Regions from separate parts of the Sus scrofa genome. Here region 2 is linked to region 1. Evidence: chromatin contacts called from public Hi-C data. All regions are on one chromosome and are shown on one strand. Each heading gives the region's core, a stretch centred on a gene start, on an enhancer-like site or on the middle of the called end of the contact. The rest is flanking DNA. Distances are from core to core; before and after follow the strand shown.

What was found. A called contact is a pair of places that touch in the nucleus more often than the background predicts.
Region 2: a contact with region 1 is called in a Hi-C map of liver, with 2.5 times the contacts expected there. The contact joins the promoter of CDK12 here to the promoter of STARD3 in region 1. A contact is called at or near these places in 2 of 47 Hi-C or Micro-C datasets (blood and liver) and 1 of 2 datasets of contacts at active chromatin or transcription factors (alveolar macrophages).

Annotation. Positions count from the first base shown.
Region 1 is chr12:22,677,595-22,683,811 of Sscrofa11.1, forward strand. It overlaps STARD3 (StAR related lipid transfer domain containing 3), which reads right to left and starts at 3,091. Exons shown (of 15, transcript NM_001143725.1): 1 at 3,042-3,091. It overlaps PPP1R1B (protein phosphatase 1 regulatory subunit 1B), which reads right to left. Exons shown (of 6, transcript XM_021067047.1): 6 at 3,650-4,436. The coding sequence ends at 4,387.
Region 2 is chr12:22,828,476-22,834,692 of Sscrofa11.1, forward strand. CDK12 (cyclin-dependent kinase 12) reads right to left here and starts at 2,920. Exons shown (of 18, transcript XR_002337130.1): 1 at 1,241-2,920. MED1 (mediator of RNA polymerase II transcription subunit 1) reads left to right here and starts at 1,930. Exons shown (of 20, transcript XM_021067050.1): 1 at 1,930-2,044.

The sequences.
Region 1 (6,217 bases), core at 1,841-4,340:
CCCAGGCCTCCAGACCTCCCCAGGGCATGGTCCCTGCAGGCTCCTAGCCTAAGGGGACACTTCCTCATGGCCAGGCAAGGAAAGGCCTCCCCAACCCTGGCAGAAGAGACACTTCCACTGGCAGCCCGCCCCCTCCCCCGCAAGGCTCTCCACGTAGAGCTCTGTGCTCAGAGGACCCAGCTCTCCATTCTCAGAGGCCGCCCTGTTCTCTACCTCCCTCTGCCAAGTTCGTTCTCCGCTTTAAGGCCCCTCACTGACGGTCGGCAACTCTGGGAAGTCATCTCTTAGGAACCCTGCTTCTCCCTTAGGTCCCCAGAGCTCCATGTACACATCCCTAGACTTAACGCTTGCCATGTAACGTCTATTTCCAGATTCATTTCAGGAGCAGACTAAACATCTGGCCTGGTCTTTTACTTTGGGGGGGTGCGCGCGTGTGTGTTTTTAGGGCCACACCCACAGCATATGAAGATCCCAGGCTAGGGGTCCAATAGGAGCTTACGCCACGGCCACAGCAATGCCAGATCCGAGCCATGTCTGCAACACCGGAGCCTTTAACTCACTGAGCAAGGCCAGGGATCGAATTCGGATCCTCACGGATACTAGTTGGGTTCGTTAGCACTAAGCCACAATGGGAACTCCTCTTTTACTCTTTTGGATTCAAAATCCAGATCTTGCCCCCAACACCCTCACCCCAGCGTTTTTGTTTTGTTTTGTTTCCTTTTTCAGCCACACCCACTGCAATATGGAAGTGCCCCGACCAGGGATCAAATCCAAGCTGCAGCTATGACCTACACCATAGCTGCAGTAATGCTGGATCCTGATCTCACTGTGCTGGCTGGGGATCAAACTGGTACCTCCACAGAGACAAGGCAGATCATGAACCCACTGTGCCACAGCGGGAACCTCCCACCCCAGCATTTTATTTACTGACAAAGAGTCAGGCTTTGGGGCTCTGGGACAGAATGAGAAGTAAGCCACATCAACTGTCCTGAAGCAGTTTGTAAAATTAAAAGTCAGAACCAGGGTTCTGTATTATCCTCATGTAAACAGTAAGAGCTAACACTTATTTATTGAACCGTCACATGCTCCCTGTTTTAAGTCCTAAACATACATTATTTCATTTGATCCTCACAATCACTCTATCAGGTGGCACATTACTATCTCCATTTGACAAATGAGGAAACCGAGGCAGGGACTTCATCGGGGTCACAAAACAGAGTCAAAACCCAGGAAATCTGGAGTTCCTGTCGTGGCGCAGTGGTTAACGAATCCGACTAGGAACCATGAGGTTTCGGGTTCGGTCCCTGCCCTTGCTCAGTGGGTTAACGATCTGGTGTTGCCATGAGCTGTGGTGTAGGTTGCAGACGCGGCTCGGATCCCTCATTGCTGTGGCTCTGGCGTAGGCCGGCAGCTACAGCTCCGATTGGACCCCTAGCCTGGGAACCTCCATATGCCGTGGGAGCAGCCCAAGAAATGGCAAAAAGACAAAAAGACAAAAAAAAAAAAAACAAACCAGGAAATCTGATTCTCAATCATCGTGCTACCATGGACAGGGCACTGCAGGGACTCAGAGGGGGCAATATTGCGCCTTGAGCGGTGGGCTGGGCAGAAGGTGATCCAAAGGTGATGCTGCCTGAGCAGAGCACTCCAGGACAAGCAGAAGGCAGCCCAGCCAATAAGAGGAGAAGGGGCTCTCCAGGCAGCGGGGCTGGTGCGTGCAAAGGCACAGAGACACAAAGCAGCAAGGTGTGGGTAAGCATGTCCTGCAGTGCCCTGTCGGACCTTAGGATACACACAGGAAGACTGGCGGGGAAGGCGTCAGATCAGAGAGAGCTCTGTAAATTGTGCTAAAGATGCAGCCTTTCCCATAGGCAATGGGAAAGCATCCAAGGGTTTTCGACAAGGAAGTGATACTATGAATTGTGTTTTTCAAGGATGAGAAGAATTGCAGTTTGGAGACTGAGCTGCAGGCAGCCATGACTGGAAGTTGCTGGAAAGCCACTGTGGTCATCCTGGTGAGAAACACATCAACGAGAGTGGTCACAGAAGAGAGGGAGGCACAGGACTAGATGTGAAGCATGTTCAGGAAGTCAGCTGGACTAAGTCACCTCTTAGATATGGGAGTTGAGGGAGAAATATATGATAATTATTAGGTTTCTGGCTGAGATGGGGTGGCAGAGAAAGAAGGAATCTGCAGGGGAAAAGAGCAGTTCAAGTTTAGACAGAGTGAATTCCAGCTGAAGTGGAGCTGTCCAACTAGTAGCCTAAGGCCAACTGAGGCTCCAGGGAGAGGCTTCGGTGAAAAGGTAGATCTGGACACGACTGGGGTATGTAGGTGGTGTAAAGCTGAAACCATGAGAGTGGATGAGACCATCCAGATCCAGAGTTAAGAGGCTGGCTGAGCAAGAGAGATGAATGTGAAACCGTGCTTCTACAGTCAGAAGAGCAGGAGGAAAATAAGGGGATGCCGACGCGGTGGAAGCCAAAAAAGAGGGTGATGGGTACGTGTTCACTACTGCAATTGAGAATTTATGTCACTGGTGTTATGCTCCTCTAAGAACTCAAGAAAGATACGTTAAAGGGCCCTTATAATGTCAACTGGGAAGTCATTCACTGTCGTTTCCAAAGGAAGTTGAGGGAGACCGGATGACGGTGAGACATTGACCTCCAGGAACTTGGAAATATTTTCCTCCTCATTCTCAGATCCTGACCCCTCCCCAGATCCTGACCTTTAATACCCTGATACCTTCCCCTTGCTTCTTCCCTCACAGCAACGTGAGAGGCTTTGGAGGGCGATCCGGGACGCCTTTCCAAGGCTCTCTCGAGTAGGCGGGGCCGTAGAGGGTCAACGCAGACGACCCTCCAACCCCGCGCTGAGTGGAGCGAGGCCGAGCATAGGAAGGGGGCGGAACCTGGAGCGCGGAGGGTGTGGGAAGGGTCGGACCGAACCACGAACGGACACCGGCTAGGGAGCCAGGATCCATCGGCGAGACGTAGCCCTCGTACCACCACCCGGTCCCAGTGACCTCTCGCGGACCCACCTGCACCATGTCAGCCACGGCTCCGGCTCTTCCCAGCCCCAGCCGCAATCTGGCTCCGAAGCTTCGGCGGCGCCTCCGAGCGGAAGGGGATCTCCTCTCGGCGCCACTTCCGCCACTGAGTCCGCCCCCGGGAGCGAACCGGGAGGTACTAGGCCCGAGGCACCGCCCCCTCTCCCAACCCCGCCCCCAAGCCCTCAGGCCCCGCCCACAAGGGCGGGAAATGGGGGCTGCTGCTAAAGTTAGGCTTGAAAAGAGGAATTAGAAGCCCAGGGGTTTCGTGCTTATTGGGCCACAGAGGCCTAGCACTCTGGAGAAAAAAGGGGAGCTTCCTGAGGGGAGGCCTGCGGGCCTGGAGGACGAGGAATCCAGTTACTCTTGAAGCACCCCTCTTCTCTCCACCCCGCCCCCGCCCCCGCCCCACCTCTTTCCACCTCCCTAGCAGGATCTAGAATGTCTGTGGTCCTTCCTAAGAGGGCTTGGAACTTGGCTGCAGTCAAGGCTGCAAACTAGAGGACTGGACATTACGGTCAAGGACCTGACCCTTGGATGACTACCACATAGTGAACCTCCTCCTCCCTCTCCTTTTCCCTGAAAGAGAAGTCTCAGCACAGGTATTTACAAAGATTTATTACAGCAGGGGAGCGGTTCAGGCCTGGAGTCAGGGAAGAAGGGAAGAGGACAGAGCAGCTGGAGGACAAGGAGAGCCTAGATCCCCCACTGTTTGCCCCTCCTCCCAAGGACTTACACTAGGCGGCATTCCTGGCATCAAAGCACAAACAAAAGGCAACAAAGCAGCCTCTGCCAGTCCATCTTCCAGGCACCCAGGCTGGGGAGCAGGTGATAAGGGGAAGATTTCCAAAATGTGGAGGCTGTGGAAAGGATGCCTGAATCCTGGGCCCTGGTAGACGCCAGTGAGAAGGAATTCCCAGGGGATGGAGAAGGATCTGTGGGCACTTACAAGTTCTCAGTACCCTCTTTCCCCAGATCTTAGGGTCCTGCCCTGTGGGTTTCCTATGCCCAGGGGAGAGGGTCTGGGGAGTAGAATTGTGAAGGATGAACCTTTGTCCCCCATTTACTGAGTTTTCCAATGCAGACTCTCACACCCCAGCTCCCACCCAGTGAATGGGGGAATGACTGGCAGGGGTAGGCATCAGGCAGCAAGTGCCCAGGGACTCTGAGCATCAGCCAAAGGTGGGCAGATAAGCAAACACAGACCAGCCTTAGTCTTCTAGAAGCCGCAGCCCTAGCAATTGAGAAAGGTACAAAATAGGGTAGGGATGGGGTGGGTTTCTGAGGAACAGCAATGCCCTCTCCACTTCCATCTGGGAGATGCAGGGCTTGGTACCTATGTGCCAGGCTCAGGGTGGGCAGGGCGCTGTGGCTCTTCCCCTGGCTCTGCAAGGCAAGCAAAGGAACTTAGGGCTTGGCCACGCCTACCAAGATCACAACACCAACCCTCCCCAAGCCTCACCACTTAATGCGGGGTCTTCCACTTGGTTCTCAGAGCTTCCAACTCTCTGGGGCTCATCCAGAGGGGGTGGGCGCTCCCAGGGACCCTCCAGACCTTGGCCACAAGTTGTCTTTTGTCCAGCTGGGGATGGGGAAAAGGGATAAAAATACAGGCTCTGGGGAGTTTCCATTGTGGTGCCGTGGAAACAAATCTGACTAGCATCCATGAGGATGTGGCTTTGATCCCTGGCCTCGCTCGGTGGATTAAGGATCTGGCGTTGCCATGAGCTGTGGTGTAGGTCATAGACACGGCTCGGATCTGACGTTGCTGTGGCTGTGGTGTAGGACGGCAACTGTAGCTCAGATTTGATCCCTAACCCGGGAAATTCCTGACGTTGCTGTGGCTGTGGCATAGGACGGCAACTGTAGCTCAGATTTGATCCCTAACCCGGGAAATTCCATATGCCACGGGTGCGGCCCTAAAAAAGCAAACAAACACACAAAAATACAGGCTCTGAGTATCTATATGACTGTTCTGGAACATCAGCTGAGTCAGCTGGCTGAGGTTATGCTTTCCGAGGGTGATCATGGCATACTGGAGACAGCACAGGCCTAAGACTGCTCTTCCAATGTCTAACCGTATGACTTAGTTAAGTTTGTTGTTATCTCTCTGAAGGGGATGGTAAGAAAGAAATTGCATAGACTGCCTTAAATAAAACAATAGTTAATACTCTGCAGCTCAGTGCTGGCCCCCAGGAGATGCTCCAGGAGTGGTGGCAATTGATAATTGCTCCTTGGTTGTCTTGTCATCTTTTTTTTTTTTTCCATTTTTTTGGCTGCCCTGGGGCATATGGAGTACCTCAGGGAACCAGGGCCCAGGGATAAGATCCTGGAGGCAGTTGTGACCTGCACCACAGCTGCGGCAATGCCGGATCCTTAACCTACTGTGCCAGGGATGGAACCTGCGTGACAGCGCTCCAGAGATGCTGCCGATCTCATTGTGCCACTGCAGGAACTCCAGTTGTCTTGTCATCTGACCCAGTGCCCTGCTGTTTTTCCTGAGGGAAGAGTCTCCTCTCACCTCCTCTTCAGCTGTTCTGGGGTGGGGGTGGGGGTGGGGGGTCCTGAGAGAGACTCAACTCTTCCAACTGGAGTTTTTCTCCCATGGCTGATGCACCCACTGCCAATGCAAAGAGGAGGCCCATTCCATTTTGTTTGGGTGCAATGGATGGCCTTCAATTAGGGATTGGCTTTTTCTTTTCTTTTCTTTTCTTTTTTAGGGCTTTAGGGCTGCATCCGAGGCATATGGAAATTCCCAGGCTAGGGGTCAAATTGGAGCTACAGCTGCCAGCCTACACCACAGCCACAAGAAGGAAAGATCTGAGCCACCTCTGCCACCTACCTGCGCCGCAGCTCATAGCAACACCGGATCCTTAACCCACTGAGTGAGGCCAAGGATCAAACCTGCATCCTCATGGATCCTAGTTGGGTTTGTTAACCACTGAGCCACCATGGGAACTCCTGGCTATTTTTCATCCCCATAAATAGTGGGGCCCAAACATTTAATGTGCACAGGGAGGGATAGATGTCTGCCAGACAGGGAAGAAAAACAGCCATAGGAGGGGCTGAGATCCTTCTGCCTAGGAATTCTCTAGGCCCTGGGACCCCCCCATGGAGATTTTTGGACTTGGGATCTCTATCTCCTGCGTAGGTCTCAGGCTCCTTCC
Region 2 (6,217 bases), core at 1,670-4,169, 150 kb after region 1:
CTTTTCTGTTTGAAAAATTGTAATAAAATGGAGGGGAAAAGCCTAAGTAAGGAACATTATACTCTGAAAGCTAGGAACTCGCACAGCTTGATGAATTCAAACTAGTTTATGAATTATAATTTTAAATCAGCAAAAATTACATTGACATATAAAAGACATAAATGGATTTTTCCAATTATCATAATTTCTCTTGTGTTCAACATTTTCCTCACTCACAGAAAGAATTTACTGATAGGCACTGTGCTATGCACTTCACGTTCATCAGTTAATCCTCACAACTCTAGTAGTTACTCTCATTTTACACATACAGAAAATATTTACCAAAGTTCACAAAGCAAGACTAGGATTCCACTCAGGTATAACCCCAAAAGAGCCCAAGTTCTGCTTTTGTGGAAAATGGTAAAGTCTACAAAAAGGGAGGTGCATCTCATCACAGAGGAACAAGAACAGTTATCTTTAGACAATTCACTCCAACAATTAAGTATCAAATTAACATGCCTTTCTCACAAAAATATCACTGTGAAGGTACTACTACCATTTTTTTAACAGAAAGATACTGAAATTGCCTGTGGTCACAAGATAGGTCAACGGTGATGCTATAAAGAAAATCAAATTATCTTTGGAACCAATTTCTGTTAAGCTATACCATCAGAGGGAAAAGGACTAATCGGCTGAATTTTCACTAGAAACATCAGATAAAAGAAGATAGGAGTCCTGTATAAGTTATCAAAAAATTATCAATTAGGAAATAAACTTATGGGTTTGGAGACTCAGTGGATAACACAAATGATAGATGACCTAGGCAAACAGCCTTGAGACAATACAAATGAAAATTTGTAACTTCTTACTTCTTTTTAATCAGGCTCAATGAAGCCTAAAGCACTAATACTAAAGTGATTTTTAAAATTTTAAGACAAGGCAACCCAAATAGCTGGGAACCAGTATCAATCCGATGCAATGAAGTAAGCAGAAGCCTATGATTTTACTCACAGACGCTTACAGCTGAAGATCCCACCACTGGAAGTACCTACCTTTAGCAGCAGTAGGCATGTGAATACTCCTCCACCTCTCCAATTCTGGGTTAAGAAGAGACCAGACTCACCTACATGATGACTAGTGAAGCCAAGTGTTCTAGTCAATGATCAATACCGGGAACTTCAACAGAATGTTAACTTCTCTAATAGCTCCTCACAACCCACCGTAAGAAAGAAAGGACTGTTAGACAAGACAAACAGCTCACCTGGGGAGAGGACTCCGGCTCAGAGACCGCTTGCTCAGGAATGGGCTGCTGGACCGCCTTCGACCGTAAGGGCTTGGTGATCTCCCACTGTAAGAGCCACTCCTTTCATAGCTGGATGAACGTCGCCGGCTATAGGGACTCACGGACCTCTGTCTTCTACTGTAGGGACTGGGTGACCGGGTGCTGGATTGGTAGGCCGAAGGCTCCTTGTAAGGTGGGCTGACGGACTGCCTTCTTGAGGTACTTCCCGGACTCTTCTTGTAGGAGTCATAATTGCTAGAAGTGTGAGATCTTGGGGGACTAAGGTCATAATCTTGGCCATAAGAAGCTCCTGACGGGCTATCATCTTGCTTGGGGCTATCCAACCATTTCCGGTGGGGACTCCTGGACCTCCGTTTGGGGCTGTCCACTGTTTTGTAACTTTTGGGTGTTTCCCTTTTCCGATGACTTTTACTCCGGTCTTTGTGCCCAGACTTCAACTCACGTTCTTTCCGGGTCTTCTCCTTATGGAGTTTGGATGACCTGGATTCCTTGTTGCTGCTGCTTTTGGAGATCTGCGCCTTCCCATGGTCATCATTCTCCTCATTTGAACGCTTCGAAGTTCCTGATACCCGGTCCTTCATCGATCCCGACTTGCTAAAGGTTTCCAGGTTTTTTTCTTTCTCTGTCTGTTTAGTTTTTAGTAAGTCCCGGGAACGTCTGTGCTGATGGTGACGGTGTTTGTGCAGTCGGTCACTCCGATCAGTCCCGCGACGTTCATCATTCTCCCTCCTGTCCAGTTTGAAGGCCATGTCGTCAGAGAAGGTATCAGAATCTGAGCTAATGTCATCATACTCCACCAAAGGTTTGATAATTGTACCCAAAGGTGCTGCTTCGGGGGTCACCAACCCCATGTCTTTGGAGTGCTTGGACTTATGCCGCTTGTGCTTCGACACCAAGCGGTGACGCTCTCTGCTGTTGGAGCTGCCACCTCCCGATGACGGCTGCAAAGTTCCAGAAGCTCCTCCGCTCCCGTCCTTCTTGCCCCCATGTCTCTCTGGATTGGGCATTCCCTTTCCCCAGGCCTCAAAAAGGGGAAAAAGTTCCCCAGCACTCCAAAAAGTAACCCCCACCCTCCCCCCCAACCCCAGCCCCACGCCTACAAAATCACCCCTACAAGGGGGTGGGGAGGGAAGGGACGGTAGCCCAGGCTCCTCCTCCCTCCCGACTCCTCAGCACCCTCCTACATGAGGTAGGGGGTGAAGGAGCCAGAGAAGAAATGAGAGTTCCTCAGCAGTGGAGTTGTGAGACAACGGACTGCCGCTCGAGTCTGTTTCCCCTCCAACTCCAGCCGAGCCAATCCTCAGGCCTAGGCGCCCAGGAAGGAGGTCGAGGAAGTAGGAAGCCGGCGGCCCGGGGCTGTGGGGCCGACTCGGGCTCTGGGGCCCTGTGAGGACTGCGCGGGCCCTTCCCCTACCCGGTAGCCCGGCTCGGGGCGGCTTCCTGTCGCTGGGGTCCCGCGACCTAGGCGCCTCACACCCCCTTTGTCCCTCGCTCTTGAGGGAGCCCCGTTTCTAGCTTCCGCCTCACCTCAATACCTCACACACTCACTCGCTCCCTCACACAGACTCACAGTCACACACTAGGTTAAACCGAAACGGCACTTGGAGGAGCGGGGGGAGGGGGGTAATCCCGAGAAGTATCGCGAGAATATGCCCAACTCTCGCGGTACTTCGTGCTTCTCGTTCACCTCTCGCGGCTGCTTGCTCAAACAACGCGAGAGCAGGTCCCCGGCCAGAAACGCGTTCCGCCAGATTCTCGCGATAAGATCCCGGCTTCCCATTCGAGCAAAGCTTTATTGGGTCTAGGATGATCTTTTAAATTCAAAACTTTATTAATAACTCATTGAACAAAAACGTGTTCTCAGGCGCCAGCGCAAACTAATTTTTGCATGCTTTGTAACAACTCTCAAGTACCAGGATGAAAATAATGTCAACAGAACAAAGGACAAATGTGAGGACATTTCAACCCAAGTCCCTAAGTGTTAACAATTCTTCCCACTTGTATATACTACTACGTGCATTATCTCTAATTCTCTATTTCTCATACTACCCTGCAAAACACGATTTCCTTATCCCTATTTTACCGATAAGGAAACCCAGTCTCAGAAGAGCTAAATAACTCACTCAAGGTGACAAAGTTGGTCCATCAAGGGCCAAAAAAAGAGATTCAAATTCTTGTCCGACACTATACTACAAGCTCTTTCATTGTGTGGCACTAACCCTTTCAACTGCTTAAAGACTTGAATGCTCATCACCTCTTGAGATCATCTTATGACTCTTTAGGAATCATTTAGCCTTTTATTTTCACAGAGGATTATAATTACAAACAAGCAAAGCATAATATTCATGAACGAGACAAAAATCTTACACTTCCCTTCCTTTTTATTTTTCAAAACTCCTTAGCACATATTAACTCATTCCATCTTCACAACTTTCCTCTGAAATAGGGTTGTGATAGTGAGAAGACTAAGGCACAGGGAAGCTAAGTGACTTGTCCAGGCTTTCTCATTGTTTACTTCAGTAAACATGTATCTGTAAGACAAAGTTCCTTCTCTGTGTAACAGTGCCACTGAGGGTCCTCAAGTAGAATATGGACAATGTACTCATACACAAGAAGATATTAGGTGATATGTTCCCTTGTGGTGCAGTGGCTTTAGGACCTGGCATTGTCACTGCAGTGACTCAGATCGCTGCTATAGCAAGGGTTCAATCTCTAGCCCAAAAACTTCCACATGCTACTGGAATGCAAAATAATAATAATAATAATGTGATAAATGTTCGAAGAATATAAGAATGATAAACAGCAGTGTGAAGTTTCAAAAGGAGATTAGGAGTGATAAAAGAAAGCATTATAAAAGTAGGACATTTAGGGAGTTCCCATCATGGCACAGCGGAAACAATCCAACTAGGAACGATGAGGTTAGGGGTTCTATCCCTGGCCTCGCTCAGTGGGTTAAGAATCCAGCATTGCCACGAGCTGGGTAGGTCGCAGACCCGGCTCGGATCTGGCGATGCTGTGGCTGTGGCATGGGCCAGCGGCTACAGCTCCAATTGGACCCCTAGCCTGGGAACTTCCATATGCCATGGGTGTAGCTCTAAAAAGATTCCCCCCCAACAAAGAAGTAGGACATTTAGGAGTTACCTCTGGGGTGCAACCAGATTGGTGGTGTCTGTGCAGCATCAGGACACAGGTTCAATCCCCTGCCTGGCATACTGATCTAGCACTGCTTCTTATGATAGGTTGCAACTGTGGCAGGGATCTGATCCTTGGTCTGGGAACTCTATTTGATGAGGTGGCTAAACAAGAAAAAAAAATGGGACATTTGAGTTGGCCCAGGAAGAGTACATAGGATTTGTATATGCAAAGAGGGGAACACCAGCCAGTAGGTTAGAAGCCAGAAAACATTTTGAATGAAGGCAGAAAAGCTGACTCTCAAAATCACTCCCTGGAGGTGTTCATATTGCTTGGATTACATGAGTACCAAAAAAATTTTACCTAAATGTTTAAGTCCACATATCTTGATAAAAAAAAAAAACTTTTTCATGACAACTTTTAAATAATCTATGGAAGTAAAATTAATACTATCAAGAAAAAAAGAAATAAGTACTGGAACTCAAGTGTGGTAACTCCCAATTTATTGCTGCAAGAAGGCCTGGATGTAAATGTCTCCACCAGTGTCTGACATAATGGCAGATGTCATGGGACTTAATGGATAATTAGATTAAATGACTGGCCTACTTTATTAAACATTGGCATGAGTTCACCAAAATTATTCCCATTCTTTTCCTATCTTTTAAATGAGATCATAAAGCTCCAGCTGTGGCCTCTCAGGTTAAGGATCTGGCATTGCCACAGCTGTGGCTAGGATTCAATCCCTGGCCTGGGAACTTCCATATGCTTCAGGTGTGGCCAAAAATAATAAATAAATAAGATCAATTTTTGACACAGAGTGCACCCACAATCCACAGTAAAATAGAAAAGGGGGGCAGAAGATGGAATTGTGGAGTTCCCTCTGTGGCTCTGCACTTAAACCTGATTAGCATCCACGAGGACGCAGGTTCAGTCCCTGGCTTTGCTCAGTGGGTTAAGGATCTGGCATTGCTGTGAGATGTGGTGTAGGTCGAAGAGGCAGCTGGGATCCGGCATTGCCATGGCTGTGGCATAGGTGGGCAGCTGCAGCTCCAATTTGACCCCTAGCCTGGGAACCTCCATATGCCCTAAAAATACCCCCCCCAAAAAAGCAGAAGCAGCAGATGGAATTGTGATTATGTGTCAAATCTTGAAAAATAAAATTCATCACCCATGAGCTCCTGCTGAAGTGCAACGAGATCCGTCATCACTCAGGAGCACTGGAACACAGATTCAACCCCTGACCCCACAGAGTGGGTTAAAGATCCAGTGTTGTCCCAGAGACACAACTGTGGCTCGGATCTGATCCCTATCCTGGGAGCTCCATATGCCCCAGGGGGGTGGCCAAAATATGAAAAAAATAAGTTCATCATCCAAATTAATTCATCATTCCAGAAGTGGAAACTTTCTTTTTGTGCGTGTGTTGGTTTGTTTTGTTTTGTTTTTTTCTTTTCTGCTGCACCCATAGCATATGGAAGTTCCTGGGCCAGGGACTTGAATCCAAGCCACAGCTCCAGGAATAATGGACCCACCATGCTGGGTTGGGGATCCAATTCATGCCTCAGCCAAAACTTGAGCCGCTGCAGATCCTTAAACCTACAGCACCACAGCAGGAACTCCAGAAACTTTATTTCCTTTTTTTTTTTTTTCCTCAGGGCCACACCTGTGGGACATGGAAGTTCTCAGGCTGCTAGAGGTCGAATCAGACTGCAACTGCCAGCCTACACCACAGCCACAGCAATGCCAGATCTGAACAGCACCTACAACCTACACAGAGCTCATGGCAACACTGGATCCTTTAACCCA